2 separate regions of the Mus musculus genome follow, and region 2 is linked to region 1. Evidence: chromatin contacts called from public Hi-C data. All regions are on one chromosome and are shown on one strand. Each heading gives the region's core, a stretch centred on a gene start, on an enhancer-like site or on the middle of the called end of the contact. The rest is flanking DNA. Distances are from core to core; before and after follow the strand shown. Region 1 overlaps Gm4681 (a long non-coding RNA gene). Region 2 overlaps Mbnl2 (muscleblind like splicing factor 2).

Region 1 (7,195 bases), core at 4,669-7,168:
GTCTTCTGATCACACAGCCCCTAATTTACTCCGAGACCTTTCCCTCAGACCCAGTTGTCCACTCTTTCATCTTAGTGGGTCTCCAGTTCTTCTACGTGCAGTTCCCTATCAGGTATACATTTTTTCCCAGTTATTTTCTTAAACTCTTTGGCTTGCATGTCCATTTAATCAGTATTTTTTTTTATGAGCAGAAGCTTTAAACGGTGACAGTTAAGTCAATCAAAATCTCCCTCTTGTAGCCTGTGCTTTGTGTGTTATTTATGAAGACATGCTCCAAACTCAAGACTTCACTCTTTGTCTCCTCCGCTAGGGTTTTTCCAGTTTAGGTTTTATTTGGGTTTATGATCCAATTTTAGTTTATTCTTCCTATAATGAGATATGGTTTGGGATTTGCTCTTGACTTCTCTTTTTATTCTTTGAGATTTTCATGCACACACACACCTTGTCTCGGCCACACCTGCCCTTATTGTTTTTCTAACTCTCCTCTAGTCCTCGGACAAATCTTCATCTCAGCTTCACCTTCTCTTGTTTTTTTATCATTTCATTTTGAAAACCCCACCAACCTGATTAGTCTTCCCTCCTAATCCTTCCATATGCTCTTTCCTGCTCTCCTTAAAATTCATGGCCTCCCCCATAGGAGGAACAACAATATGAACTAACTGGTACTCCCAGAGCTTCCAGAGACTAAACTACCAACCAAAGAGGACACATGGAGGGGACCATGGCTCCAGCTGGATATGTAGCAAAGGATGGCCTTGTCAGTCATCAGTGGGAGGAGAGGCCCTTGGTCCTGTGAAGGTTTTATGCTCCAGTGTAGGGGAATGCCAGGACCAGGAAGCATGAGTGGGTGGATTGGTGACCATGGGAGTTTTCAGAGGGGAAACCAGAAAAGGGGATAACATTTGAAATGTAAATAAAGAAGATATCTAATAAAAAAAAATCATGGCCTCCTTTTAAAATTGTTATTGCATGCCTATATGCATCTCTCTCTCTCTCTCTCCCCTCTCTCTCTCATCTACTCTCTATCTACCTATCTGCCTGTCTGCCTATCTATCTATCTATCTATCTATCTATCTTTCTATCATCTACTATCTCTCTACCTACTATCTATCATCTCTCTCCTCTCTATCTTTCTATCATCTACTATCTACCTATCTACTATCTACTATCGATCCATCTACCTATCTACTATCTATCTATCTATCTATCTATCTATCTCTATCTATCTATCTATCTATCTATCTATCTATCTATCTATATCTAGTTCTACCCTACTGAGTCCATATAATGTTGCTTCCATGTGTGATTTTAGAGCTGACTGGCATAGAACAACCAAAATGTTGTATGAACAACCATTTAGCACTGCATATATGGGTAGTACTAATTATTTTTTATTTCCACCTGACTATCTAGTTCCAACATAACTTGTTGAAAATTCTCTTTTCTTTACTGAATTACTAAGGCAGTCTTGTGAAAATCAAAAAAGGTGTTTATGTGTCTTTGCATACTATCCAATTGTCTTATGTGCACGTTCATACTGATACAAGTGTTTTTTGATCAGGATATTTCTTTTATATTAAGATTTATAGTACAGTGTGACTTTCTGTAACTTTTCTATTTTCAGTATTTTAAATTTGTTATTTTCCAATATATAGTTTTAAATCAATTAATTTATGCAATAGAATCCTGTTAAACATTTGATTGGCATTGTATTAAGTCCATATATCATTTTGAATTTTTAAAAATGTTTTTGCTTGATTAAAATTTCTAAAAATATTAATACATAAAATTACATGAAATTCAAATTTCAGTGTTCATAATGATTTTTAACACAGACATAATTGTTTACTTTTCTGTTATTTATGGCTTCTTTCTCACTATAAGAAGTGTTGAATATTTCTGGACAGACCATATATTAGTCAAGGAGTCAAATGTTTATGACCTGGCTTGTTACAAGAAGATTTTTCTGGCTCCCAAATCCTAGACTGTGGATTCTAAGGTTTTCTAATGCAAGCACTTAAGGCTACAGATTTGCCCTGAGCACAGCTTTAGCTGGGTCTCACACATTTGTTGTTTGGTTTTGAGATTGTAAGTTTTTCACAGTTTTCCTTCCCTTCTCTCCCTCCAAATCCTCCCATACAGTCCTCCCCACTCTCCTTTAAATTCATGGTCTCTCTTTTAAAAAAATTTAATTGTTATAGCATCCATACTTGTATGCATCTGTATATCCATATATATCTCTACCCTGCTGAGTCCATACAATATAACTTCCACGTGGGATTTTAGGGCTGTCTGTTTGGCACTGAGCAACCATGTGTGCATCCTCCCTATGGAGGACCACTCCTCTCGCTCCCAGTTTTGCACAGTCGCCTGCGGTTCTACTCCGAGGGCTTGGGGGCTGTGGAGCTCTCTCTCTTCAGGTTGGCCTGTTCATTGCTGTCCTGTTTGTTCAGATTGTGTTTGGGCAGTCACGTTGGTGGAACTTTGTGAGTGCAGCTTCTAATGTTCCTAGGAGATACAATTTACCAACAGATTTCTGACCCCCTCTCCCTTCCAGTCTTTCCAGCCCCTGTTCCACATGTTCACAGCTATCTTGATAAAGGCTTCTGGTAGTTTTCACCCGCATTATTGGGTTTGTTTGTTTTCTTTTGAGAAGTGTGCATCTCTCCTCCCTCTGTTCCCCTGTACACTGCACCTGCTCTTTCTGTACGTGTATGCCTCGTGGGATCCCTTCGTGTCTTTCCACTTTTTCTCAGTCTTTCTCGTGAACATGTGAATGCTTGGCAGAGGGATTATGAATGCATGTGAAAGTGGTCCTCCAGTTGGTCTTTTAAGAATGGATTAAAGGGCTGATGAGACCGCATTGAAAACAGAGGCTGTCTGTCTCAAGACCTGAGATTGAGCAATATAATCAACTCATGAAAGTTGTCAAGCCCCTTTCTCACACACAAACAATACTGATGATAATGACAGCAGTGATGATGGTGATGATGGTGGAGGTGATGGTGATGATGGTGGAGGTGATAGCAATAACAGCAACAATAATATAATTTGAGTCAGCATCAACTCTTTAAAGTACTGGCTATATTCCTCGAGTCTCCCATCAACTCAGGACATGTTGTAAATGCTGGCTTAGAGCCATGTTAACTCTTACAGGATCCGGATAGCAAAGACATTCCTGGGCGGGAGAACCAGTCCAGTTTGGAAGTTGGAACATGTAGTTTAATCCTTTTGTGAACTGTTTTGAAACGTTACATATTTGTGAGACTTTTAATTATTTGCTTTTTAACATAACTCAGTTACTAACGTAAGACTCTGGCGAGCCTTAGCTTACCGGGGAGCCCCCTGAGTGAACCATGTGGAGCCCTAATCGATGCAAAAAGCAAGAGGAATTTATTGATTCAGTGCACTGGGGTCATCCCAGACCGGAAGGAGAGGTGGTAACCCTGGTCACCCAATCACCAAGTTTTTATGTGGTTTCCAGGGTCAGAGAATGTAGCATCAGCAACTAGGCACAATATGATTGGTGGAACAGTGAGCCCTTTAAACCTATTGGTCTTTAGTAAATTAGGTAGTAGAGGCTTACTCAGCCTCTCCCTTCTGCCCTAGGTGCTCTCAGACCTGTCTCTTCCAAGAAGGGCGGCGAATTTTCTAACCATCGATCTGACCTCTTCATTCCCTTTCCACAGGACTTTGTTCTCTGATCTCCTCACAGTGCACCACCCCCACCGTGTGCTTTACGCAAAGGGTATTCCTAGGCAGATGGTTGGACCTGGAGGGCATCATCCTGAGTGAGGTAACACAATCACAAAAGAACTCAAATAATATGTACTCACTGATAAGTGGATATTAGCCCAGAAACTTAGTATAGTGAGATATAAGGTACAATTTGCAAAACACATGAAACTGAAGAAGAACGAAGACCAAAGTGTGGACACTTTTCCCATTCTTAGAATTGGAAACAATCACCCATGGAAGGAGTTACAGAGATAAAGTTTGGAGCTGAGACAAAAGGATGGACCATCAAGAGACTGCGATATCCAGGGATCCATCCCATAATTAGCCTCCAAACGATGACACCATTGCATACACTAGCAAGCGTTTGGTGCAAGGACCGTGATATAGCTGTCTCTTGTGAGACTAGGCTGGGGCCTAGCAAACACAGAAGTGGATGCTCACAGTCAACTATTGGATGGATCACAGGGCCCCCAATGGAGGAGCTAGAGAAAGTACCCAAGGAGCTGAAGGGATCTGCAACCCTATAGGTGCAACATTATGAACTAACCGGTACACCGGAGCGCTTGACTCTAGCTGCATATGTATCAAAAGATGGCCTAGTCGGCCATCACTAGAAAGAGAGGCCCACTGGACAGGCAAACTTTATATGCCCCAGTACAGGGGAACGCCAGGGCCAAAAAATGGGAATGGGTGGGTAGGGGTGTGGGGGGAGGGTGTAGGAGGCTTTTGGGATAGCATTGGAAATGTAATTGAGGAAAATACGTAATAAAAAATAAATAAATAAAAAAGAAACCAGAAAAAAAAAAGAACAGAGAAAGGCTGAAGTTTCTGGTTTAAGAGTTATACCGTAACAGTATGCACCTCTCATTTTCTAAATGCTTCTCATTTCCTAAAATAGATGGAATAAGAAGAAAATAAAGCGGTTGCCAGTTAAAGCTTTGGGTAATAAGTGTGAACTTGAGAGGGGACCAGCAAGGGAGTTTCTAGGCTAATTATTAATGCCATGGCTCCCTTACTCTGCTGGCTATCTCCCAGTGTCTGGCAGGAACGTGCGGAAAATATATTTCTCAACTTTCTAGCAGCCGCATTAAAAAATTAAAACCACTTAATAAAAATTTAAATATTATGTATTCTATTTAGTCTCTTGTAACTAAAAAAATTACTACTTGAACAATCAGTATATATACTGCAATCAGTATAAATTATTCAAGAGATTACATTTTCTTTCTGTACGGAGTGTGCTTACAATGTCTGAGCATCTTGTCCTCAGAGCTGTCTGTGATCCTTCCATTTCAAGAAGTATGAAATCGGACTGCAGGCTGACATATAGGACATTGGATAGCACAGGGCAGTAGCGAGTTCTTTTCACACCATTGTTCTGACTATCCAGGGGCTACAATGTTTATTATTATTGATGACTTCTCTTAAGGTTTTAATTTTACTTTGTAAAAAGAAAAGGCTACTTTTCTGGGGTCCTTAGATTCTAAGGGTTCTAAGATTTTGTCTCTTCTTCACCAAAAAATAAATTTATGGGGAAAACAGATGAGAAATGGAAAGACAATGGAAGAAACCACAACCCTTGACATTTGGAAATGCATTCTTTTCAAAAGCTCATTTGTAATTATAGCTCTGCTTGACGTGAAGTCACACAAGCCCACTCAGAGAGGGGGACATGTGCTCCCCTCCCCCACACTCATCTGTCATCCCTCTGCAGGTTGCTAGAATAGGAGGGCCTTTCTCAGAATACTCCACATGACAGATGGTAGAGTTACACCAGGAAACACCCAAAAGAAGAAGGCAAGCAAGGCCACCACAGGGGGCAGCCTTCCTACACACCGGGGGCCAAGGAAAACCTCCATCACATGGTGGGTAAGAGCCTACGTGTCCGTTTCTGGGCCCTTTTTTGTGATCTTCCTGTCCTTGTTGCTTATGAAAGAAGACCCGTGAGCAATAGTGTTTTAACTCATGTTATAGATGACACTGGACAGTGGCTCTCACCAAAGTGTGTACCTGCGTGAAGTGTGCCAAACTCCACAAGAGGTGTCTCTGGGCCAACTGACAGCAGTGGCTCTGGCTTTGCCACAGCTCTCAGCACTTCCATTCTGTTCCTAGAGTCCAGGAAGCAGATGGAGGGAGGTGTGTGGAAGCAGCTCCCTCACATGTATGTCACTACTGGCACCCACGCTGGGGAGACGAAGGTGGCCTGCTTGCTTGACACTGTTCCAGGAGCACATTCCTGCCTGCTGTCCTCAGAATCATGTGCTGGAAATAGACTTTGGCAAGTTCCTCAGACATCCACCGATACACATGCACTTGCAGGCACCTCATTCTGTCCTCACCGTTGGGTGTTGGTCTTTGCTCTGTGCCATTCCATTCTCCAGGATGTCCCTTTTGTTCTTCTGTTGAGTCTTCCATATACTTCCCTATCATCTCCTATGAGCACCTGCTTTTCCTTACACAACGTTTTAGAAAAGACTCACCAAGTTCCACTAACAAAGCATACACTGACCTCAGGTCATAAACGCCAAGCAGCTAGGTATTTGAGTCTCTATTTTGTAAAATTAAGGTGGAACAGTAGTTAAATCAGAGAAATAGGGACCGATTAATCTCATCTCCCTCACCCTTCTCATAATCTATTGGAGCCAGCTCGAGCCCTGCAGATCTGCAGCAGACAACTGTCGGCCAGTTTGCCTGAACTGTTTTAGGTTTACTGTGCAGTTTGGATGAGTCCAGCATGTTTACTAGGATGCCCTTCACAGAGGGAAGCGTCATGTATGACAAATTTCCTGTCCACAAAGGAAGGGATGGGAACGGACTGCAGTAAGGGAATACTCTGTATCGACAAATGACCATTTCCTTTTGTGCAGATCCCCCCAGAATTATCCCCAGACTGCTTGCTATCATCAGTATACACTCTCCTGTAGGTCACCCATAAACAAGATATTCCATGATCCTCTAAGATGTCTGGGGTTGGTCTAGGCCTCAAGTGGAAGGACCCTAGGTTCATTCTTGAGTGTGGAATAGAACCTCTACCCCCAACCCACTAAACCTTGTTGGGCAGTGCTCTGGGTGTGGAATCGAGCCCTGGTGTCATGGCCTCCAGAGCAGTTTAAAGCTCCAGATGTCAGTTGTTATCCCCCTAGCACCCAATGTTCTTTGTCTCTGGCCTTGAGCAAGGCTACTCAGAGTGGATGCTCCTTCAGGTTGTGTGTAACTGGATGAGAGTTTGTCTCCTTACTTTCTTCTATTTTATCATTGCCCAAGATATTGTCTTCTATCCAATCTTGGTTTCCTGGCTTAGTTGGGGAAATAGATACAAGAACCTGAGTGTCCTAATATCATGGAGACACACAGAAAGTACACATGCTGGTTTCTGATTGATCCTGTCCACTTCATTGTTTGAAGACAAGCTTTCTAGGGGAAAGTGTGTGTGTGTGTGTGTGTGTGTGTGTGTGTG
Region 2 (6,859 bases), core at 2,452-4,951, 290 kb before region 1:
TGTGTGTGGGGTGTGTGTGTGTGTGTGGGGTGTGTGTGTGTGGTGTGTGGGGTGTGTGTGGTGGGTGTGTGGGGTGTGTGTGTGTGTGTGGTGTGTGTGGGGTGTGTGTGTGGGGTGTGTGTGTGTGTGTGTGTGGGGTGTGTGTGTGTGTGTGGTGTGTGTGTGTGTGGTGTGTGTGGTGTGTGTGGTGTGTGTGTGGGGTGTGTGTGTGTGTGGTGTGTGTGTGTGTGTGTGTGTGTGTGTGTGTGTGTGGTGTGTGTGGTGTGTGTGTGGGGTGTGTGTGTGTGTGTGGTGTGTGTGTGTGTGGTGTGTGTGGTGTGTGTGGTGTGTGTGTGGGGTGTGTGTGTGTGTGTGGTGTGTGTGGGGTGTGTGTGTGGTGTGTGTGTGTGTGGTGTGTGTGGTGTGTGTGTGGTGTGTGTGTGTGGTGTGTGTGTTAGGTCTTCAGACCTGGTTGCAAGTACCTTTAATAGCTAAGCCACTTTGAGGCTGACCCTAAGATCCTTTCTAAGCTATACGTGCTGTTACAAATGTGTGTAACGCTAGGGAAACACTGAATTTGCAATGCTCTGGATGTGGCCCATCTGTTAAAGAAAGGCTTCATCTCCAGCTTGCTGCTGTTGGGTGATGGTAGGAACCTTCAAGAGGCAAATTTACACTAGAGAACTGAGCCTCGGAGAGGTGACCTTGAAGGTGATACTGTGACCTGTTCTTTCCTGGTCTCTCTTTAGCTCCCAGGCTGCCATGAGAGGGCGAGGCCTCTTCTGCCATGCACTCCCGTCATGATGTGCGATGCTGGCACAAACCCCAAAGCAAGGGACCAACCAAGCATGGACTGAAACCCCACCTGAGCCAAGACGAAGGTTGTTCCCCATGAAGCTGATTATCTTAGGTGTTCGGTCACTTGGCAGAAAGTTGACTGAGACAGGCTTTAAGGTCAAATGCAGCCTTTGCTACCGATTAACGCTATGACCAAACCTAAACTTTCATTTCTTCAGATGTGGAAGTGACAAGAGAGTTCATGTTGTAGGTTTAAGTGCAAAATCATGTAAGGTAACAGGCTTTATATGAATTCCTCTTTCATTTGACCACACTTTTGTTTCTAGCATTTGATTAATTCATATGAATATGGGTTCCTTTGTGCATGTGTGTGTGTGTGTGTGTATGTGTGTGTGTGTGTGCGTGCATGTGGAAGCCAGAGGTCCATGTCAGATGTACTCAACTGCTTTTCACTGTATGTATGAATGTATGTATGTATTATGTATGTATATATGTATGTATGCATGTATATGTGTGTTAAGTATGTATATATTTATATGTGTGTATGTGCATGTGGGGTATGTATATGTGCAGTGTGTGTGTATGCGGGGTGTGTGTGTGTATACACATGTAGGGCTCAGATGTTGGTATCTGATGTCTTCTTTAACCATACTCTGTCTTATTCCTTTGAGGCAAAGTCTCTCACTGAGTTTGAACTTCAAAGGTATCTATTAGACCAGACAGCCAGCGAGTTCCAGGTTCTGCCTGTCTCTGCTGGGGTTCCAGTTCTCTGCTGCCACACTCATCTTTCTACATGGACTGCTGGAACTCTAAACCCAGGTTTTAGTACTTGGGTAGCAGGCAGTTTCCTAAGTGAGCCAGTCTATAGTCCCTTCCCCTATGCATTGAGCCTTGCTAAGCTAGGAGCTTGAGTGTCTGACTAGCCTGGTAAGACACTGAGATCTTCCTGCCTCCACCTTTCCGTGGCTGGGATGATGGAGTTCTGCATCTGCCTTTTCTCTGGGCTCTGGCAGACTGAGCACAGGTGCTCAAGCGTGCTCAGCAAGTGTCCTGTTGACATAGCTATCTCCCGAGTCCCTTGCCTTCACCTTTTGCATATTCTCCAGGTTGGCCCGCACCTTACCACATCCCAGTCTCCCCCATTCCTGCAGAGATAGAGATATGTCCCTGGCTACTTTGGGTATAGAATCTTACCTTGGGGCTTATTTCCCATGCAGTGATATTTACATAGGGGGTTTCGTGTTCTTAGGACACGTTCTAATGATTTCATATCTCCTTACTAAGTCACTGACCTCTAATGACCTCTAATGACCTCTATTATCCCTCCCAACTGGAATAAACTGAAACTTATATGATCCTGGAAGTTACTGCCTCTTCCATTTCTGGTAAATGCAGCCACGGTTTCTTGGGACCCCCCCAGCCCCCCCCCCAGACACACACACACAGACACACACATACAGACACACACACAGACACACACAGACACACACATACAGACACACACACAGACACACACAGACACACACACACACACACAGACACACACACACACAGACACACACACACACACACACACACACTGGTTACTTCTCCAGCCCTCAGGCAGAAGTGCAAGACGGCATCCAGATTTGGATGCAGAAAACACTTGCTCTGTTTGGGACAGCTGTGATGGAGAAAAGCCCTACCCATCATCGAGCCCTTGGACACTGGCTGAGTTCATGCGTGGCAGCTAGTCTGCCCTTCCTTGAAAACCTCCAGCTGGGAATAACACACAAGATGAACTATGTATCCACACAGCTCCATGCCAGAAGCCTGACATTAAGAGTTGTGGAACCCGGCTTTACTAACACCTAAAAAACCAACATACTCTGGGGAATATGACTTTAAATTCAATAACAACCCCCACCCAAAGTCCCATCAAAACTCGAAAGAGTATAGGATCTGAAGCTCTAAGTAGGACAACGCACCAGGCACCTCAGGACTCTCCGGACAGGCCAAGCTGCTCAGAACTAGAGCTGCTATGTCTTCAGGTGCTATGTACAAAAAGTCTGCTCAAGGCTCTCACCAGGAGGTGTGAATTATTTGAAAAAAAAAAAAAAGAAACTGTACTGGATTGCAGTGATTACATAACTCGCTTTCCCTAACGAATCTGTAGGTATTTTCATTAATCAAGCCTCGCTGCAGGCGCCCCTGAAGCAGCTGCCTCTGAAGCCAGCAAAGGAAAGGTCTGTTCTCTCTTGATGTTCTGAGAGATCTCTCATGCATGTGTGTGTGTGTGTGTGTGTGTGTACAATGTGTATGTGTGAATACGAGTGCATGTGTGTCATGATGCACATATGCGGGAATCAATTCTCTCCTTCACTCAGTTCTGGGACTCAGATATTCAGGTTTGTGTGGCAAATGCTTTTTACCTGTAGAGACATCTCACCAGCTGATTTCCTGACTTCTTAAAGATAAAACAAAACCACACACAAAACAAACAAACAAACAGGCCAACCACAACTCCATCTGTCCTTCTACCTTGCTCCTTCATTCAGTTCGCCTAAGCCCTGCACTGTACTTTGAAAACATTTCCCCCTACCAGGAAATCTAGACTCCTCCACGCTGACAGTTAGAATCAGTCACCAAGGAGCTCAAACTAAGCGTACAAGCAAAATAGTTAGGGTCTTAACCAGTGAAAGATGGAAGAGGGAGGACCCTCCAACCACCATGCAGTGTAGAAGGGGTGGAGTCTGATGGTTTTCTACCCAGCATGCCGTGCGACGGCTTGCGGTCTTTGCTTTTGGGAGGGGGTGGGGGGGGGTCAACATCACTCTGGGGCCCCCAGCGCTTTTTTTGTCCTCAGCACTCAGGGATGGGCAGACTGTGAGAAAGGAGTGTTTGGCAGTTTTAACGTCTGCACGGGGGCTGGCCACTCTGCTGTGTATTCCAGGAGGGAGAACTGACAAAAGCCTACCCACCCCTCCCGCACCGGGCCCGGCAGAACCAAGATACTTTCTTGTGAGAAACACAGGCTCTAAAATGGGTCAAGTGATGGATAGTGGAAATGCCGACGACCTCCTACATTTGTCTGAATATAGTCCCAGCAGATGGCACTGAATAATAGAAATCCTTCAAGGCCGAGCTGTGATAGGGATGAATCGGAACACCCTTACCTCAGTGGCTTTGGGTTATGTCCACTGTGGCCCTGAAGGTGAGTAAGGCGAGACAGGATTTCCTTAAAAGTAGCTCTTAGAAAGGCCAATTAAAACACAGTGGGTGATTCTGGCTACAGGAAATCGTACTCTCTTTCTGGTAGAATGTTACTCAGGTTGAATGTCAGATGGAACGCACCTATATCTATCTGCCGTGTCTGAAAAATGAAAACTTCTAGCTTATCAGATATTTCAATAAAAAGATGGGGAGGGGGGTTGAGATGGTTCAGCGGGTAAAGGCACTGGGTGCAGAGCCTGATGACCCGAGTTCAGCCCCTAGATCCTAGATAGTAGAATGAGAGAACCAACTCCTGCAAGTTGTCTTTGGGGCTCCATATACATGCTGGTGAGTGCACGCGCACACATGCCCTAAATAAATAAATAAATGTAACTGGAAACGGGATATATACATGACGGACACACTATCAACCAATTTCTTAAGGCCGAATATCTGTTGAGTGAGCTTACTCTTAGGAGGACTTACATAGAGGTGTGAAGTGTGAAGGCCATGACCATGAATTGGCATGCTTTGGAGACACGGTTAGGTGTTTGTTCACACCGTGTTGGAAACATCGCATGACTTTGGTTTTGAAGGCGCTGTCTGGGAGCTCCAGAGAGTCCTAATATTTAGGCTGTAATTGTTTTTCTCCCAGACATCTCCCAAACCAGAATGAACTCGTTTATCCTATATGAACTATAATGCAGAGCCAGAGCGAGTGGCATCTCTTTACAGTTGAGGGGAGTCTGTGCACCCCTGTGGGGCTCTAGGTTTTGGTAGTTCTCCATAACAACATATTGGGGTAGGTACACTAGATGCATATGACCAATGAAGCCACCAAGCTACTGCTCTGGAAAGAACTCAGAGCCTAAGAAATTACTTTCTGTGGTAACCTTTCACGCCTTTCCACATTTCTTTCTGCCACCCGAGACAGAGTTCTTTGGATGAGTTCTGTCATAGCGTGAAGGTGTTTTTGACTTTTGTCTTTGGCTTTAAGTTACTCTCCAGTGTAACATGCAAAGGTGAAGCAAACTCTGGCCAGCTGTCACTGTTTCAGTTCAGGATCCGGTTAAAATGTTTCAAGTCTTTGCAGACTCTCCAACCTCAAGTCCAACTGTCTAGTCTTCTTAGCTTCTGTTCCCAAGACCGCTCTGCCTGAGATCCCTAATGTGGGCAACATTAAGGTCAGTGCCCACCTACAGTCAGCCATACTCCGGGCCACACCCCTACACTGACCAATCCAATCACTGGCTCTTTTCCAGCTAGGCTCTATGTCCCTCCCCTCCCCTCCACTGTACCTGTGTACTAACGTGTAAAATATATTTGAGTTTGAAAATCCAAAACACTAAAAAAAAAAAAAAAAAAAAAAAAAAAAAAAAAAAAAAAACCCTGGAAGCACATTTCTGTAATCATTTAGGTTATAGGAATTTTAACCCACATCTGTCTATTATTAAGACAAAATGCTTATAATGAAAAAAATTAGGTAACTACACACTGAGTTGTTTATTCTGAATCAACTTCACACATTCGAGCCCTGTGACTAGGCTGAAGCTGACTGGCTTAAATGTGATTTCGTGTTTATTGTTGCCTAGGCATTCTGACAGTGGGAGATGCCCGTCTTTGAGTCTAAACAAGAAAACTGCCTTCACACCCAGCTTACTAAGACTGCTAGCTAACTCTTTCTTAGATTTATTCTTTAGACATTATAGGTAATGTTCTCAGGTCATAACATTACCTAACTCTAACCCTAATGAGGTCTACAGTATAATTTCTAAACATGACCTGGTGCTCACCTCAGTAGCTGGCCTCTATGCCTATACTCATCCTCCCAGTTTTGTGTCCTCCTTAGTTAGAGACATTCACAAGGCTGCTAAAAGGCCTTCCTTAAAGGATTTGCATTTATGGTGACCCCTGCCTGATAGTTATTTTGTGAGATGTGACTTTTGAGCTTTCATTATTATCTAGAAGGCAGCAAACTACCAATCAACAGAAGAGGAAGACATCTGCAGTCAGTTGACATCTGCTGTAAGCCCACCAGGCCATTTATGAGCCGTGACACTTCAGTTAATGCAGGTAAATGTTATTTAAGTTTTACCATCTATAAAATGAGAAAGATGAACATTTTACCAGTCTCATAAAACCACAGTGAGGATCTAGTGGTATCTATTACACACACACACACACACACACACACACACACACACACAATGTAATAGAGTCAAGCTATGTAAAATGAGAGATCATTAGTATTATACCTGCTATGGAGTAAGTGGTTTATATTGTTGTTGCTGTTGTCGTTATTATTATTATTATTATTATTTATAATTTAATATATTGAGATTAAATTATATCAAAAAATAACAATTATATCAGAAAATAACGCGATAAATCTGCTTGTTATATTTTTGTTTACTATGTATTTTTAGAGCTAAGCAGCTATTTCTTTAAAATAAAATAAAACTTCCAGAATGTATTTATATTCTGTCTTTCTCAAACTGCAAGTCTAAGGTTGAGAGACTTTTCTGGGCATTTAGGCTGAAGCTATAGTTACTGATTGGTGATGTGTCTCCAGGGGCTGGTGTAAAATGCTCTGGGTGGAGGCTGCCCTGGGGAGTTCCGGTGTACCCTCCTTCTCTTTCAAATCGCTTGCATCTGATTAGGAGTACCTATGAAGTTTTCAGTGTTTGAAATGGCAATCTGAACTAGCCAAAACACAATTGAAACACAACTGCGTTTTGTGACAAGCACAGCCAGTTCTTGACTTAGAGCAGGGTGCCTGTCACTCAGTGAGCTCCGCCCTCCGCAGTCTCGCCCCCACTTCCTCCTTCCTGAGCTTCTCTGCCAAGCACTCACAAATCTCCAGGTTCATGAGTTTTTATTGACTTTCATA

What was found. A called contact is a pair of places that touch in the nucleus more often than the background predicts.
Region 2: a contact with region 1 is called in a Hi-C map of cerebral cortex, with 2.9 times the contacts expected there. The contact joins two enhancer-like sites. A contact is called at or near these places in 3 of 484 Hi-C or Micro-C datasets (bone marrow-derived macrophages, cerebral cortex and embryonic stem cells), 2 of 115 datasets of contacts at active chromatin or transcription factors (the NIH/3T3 cell line and hepatocytes) and 1 of 9 other capture datasets (embryonic stem cells).

The regions. Positions count from the first base shown.
Region 1 is chr14:120,118,009-120,125,203 of GRCm38.p6, reverse strand. It overlaps Gm4681 (a long non-coding RNA gene), which reads left to right. Exons shown (of 7, transcript XR_001781467.2): 3 at 3,690-3,796. Among named protein-coding and RNA genes, the nearest start is that of Gm4681, 21 kb to the left of the region's middle. Within about 2 kb of position 5,918, at least 12 of the 459 cell types and tissues checked have an H3K27ac peak or open chromatin away from gene starts, as enhancers often do. A contact at or near this core is called in cerebral cortex, where this site is marked.
Region 2 is chr14:120,406,968-120,413,826 of GRCm38.p6, reverse strand. All of the region lies in intron 7 of Mbnl2 (muscleblind like splicing factor 2), which reads right to left. Among named protein-coding and RNA genes, the nearest start is that of Gm26679, 21 kb to the right of the region's middle. Within about 2 kb of position 3,701, at least 4 of the 459 cell types and tissues checked have an H3K27ac peak or open chromatin away from gene starts, as enhancers often do. A contact at or near this core is called in cerebral cortex, where this site is marked.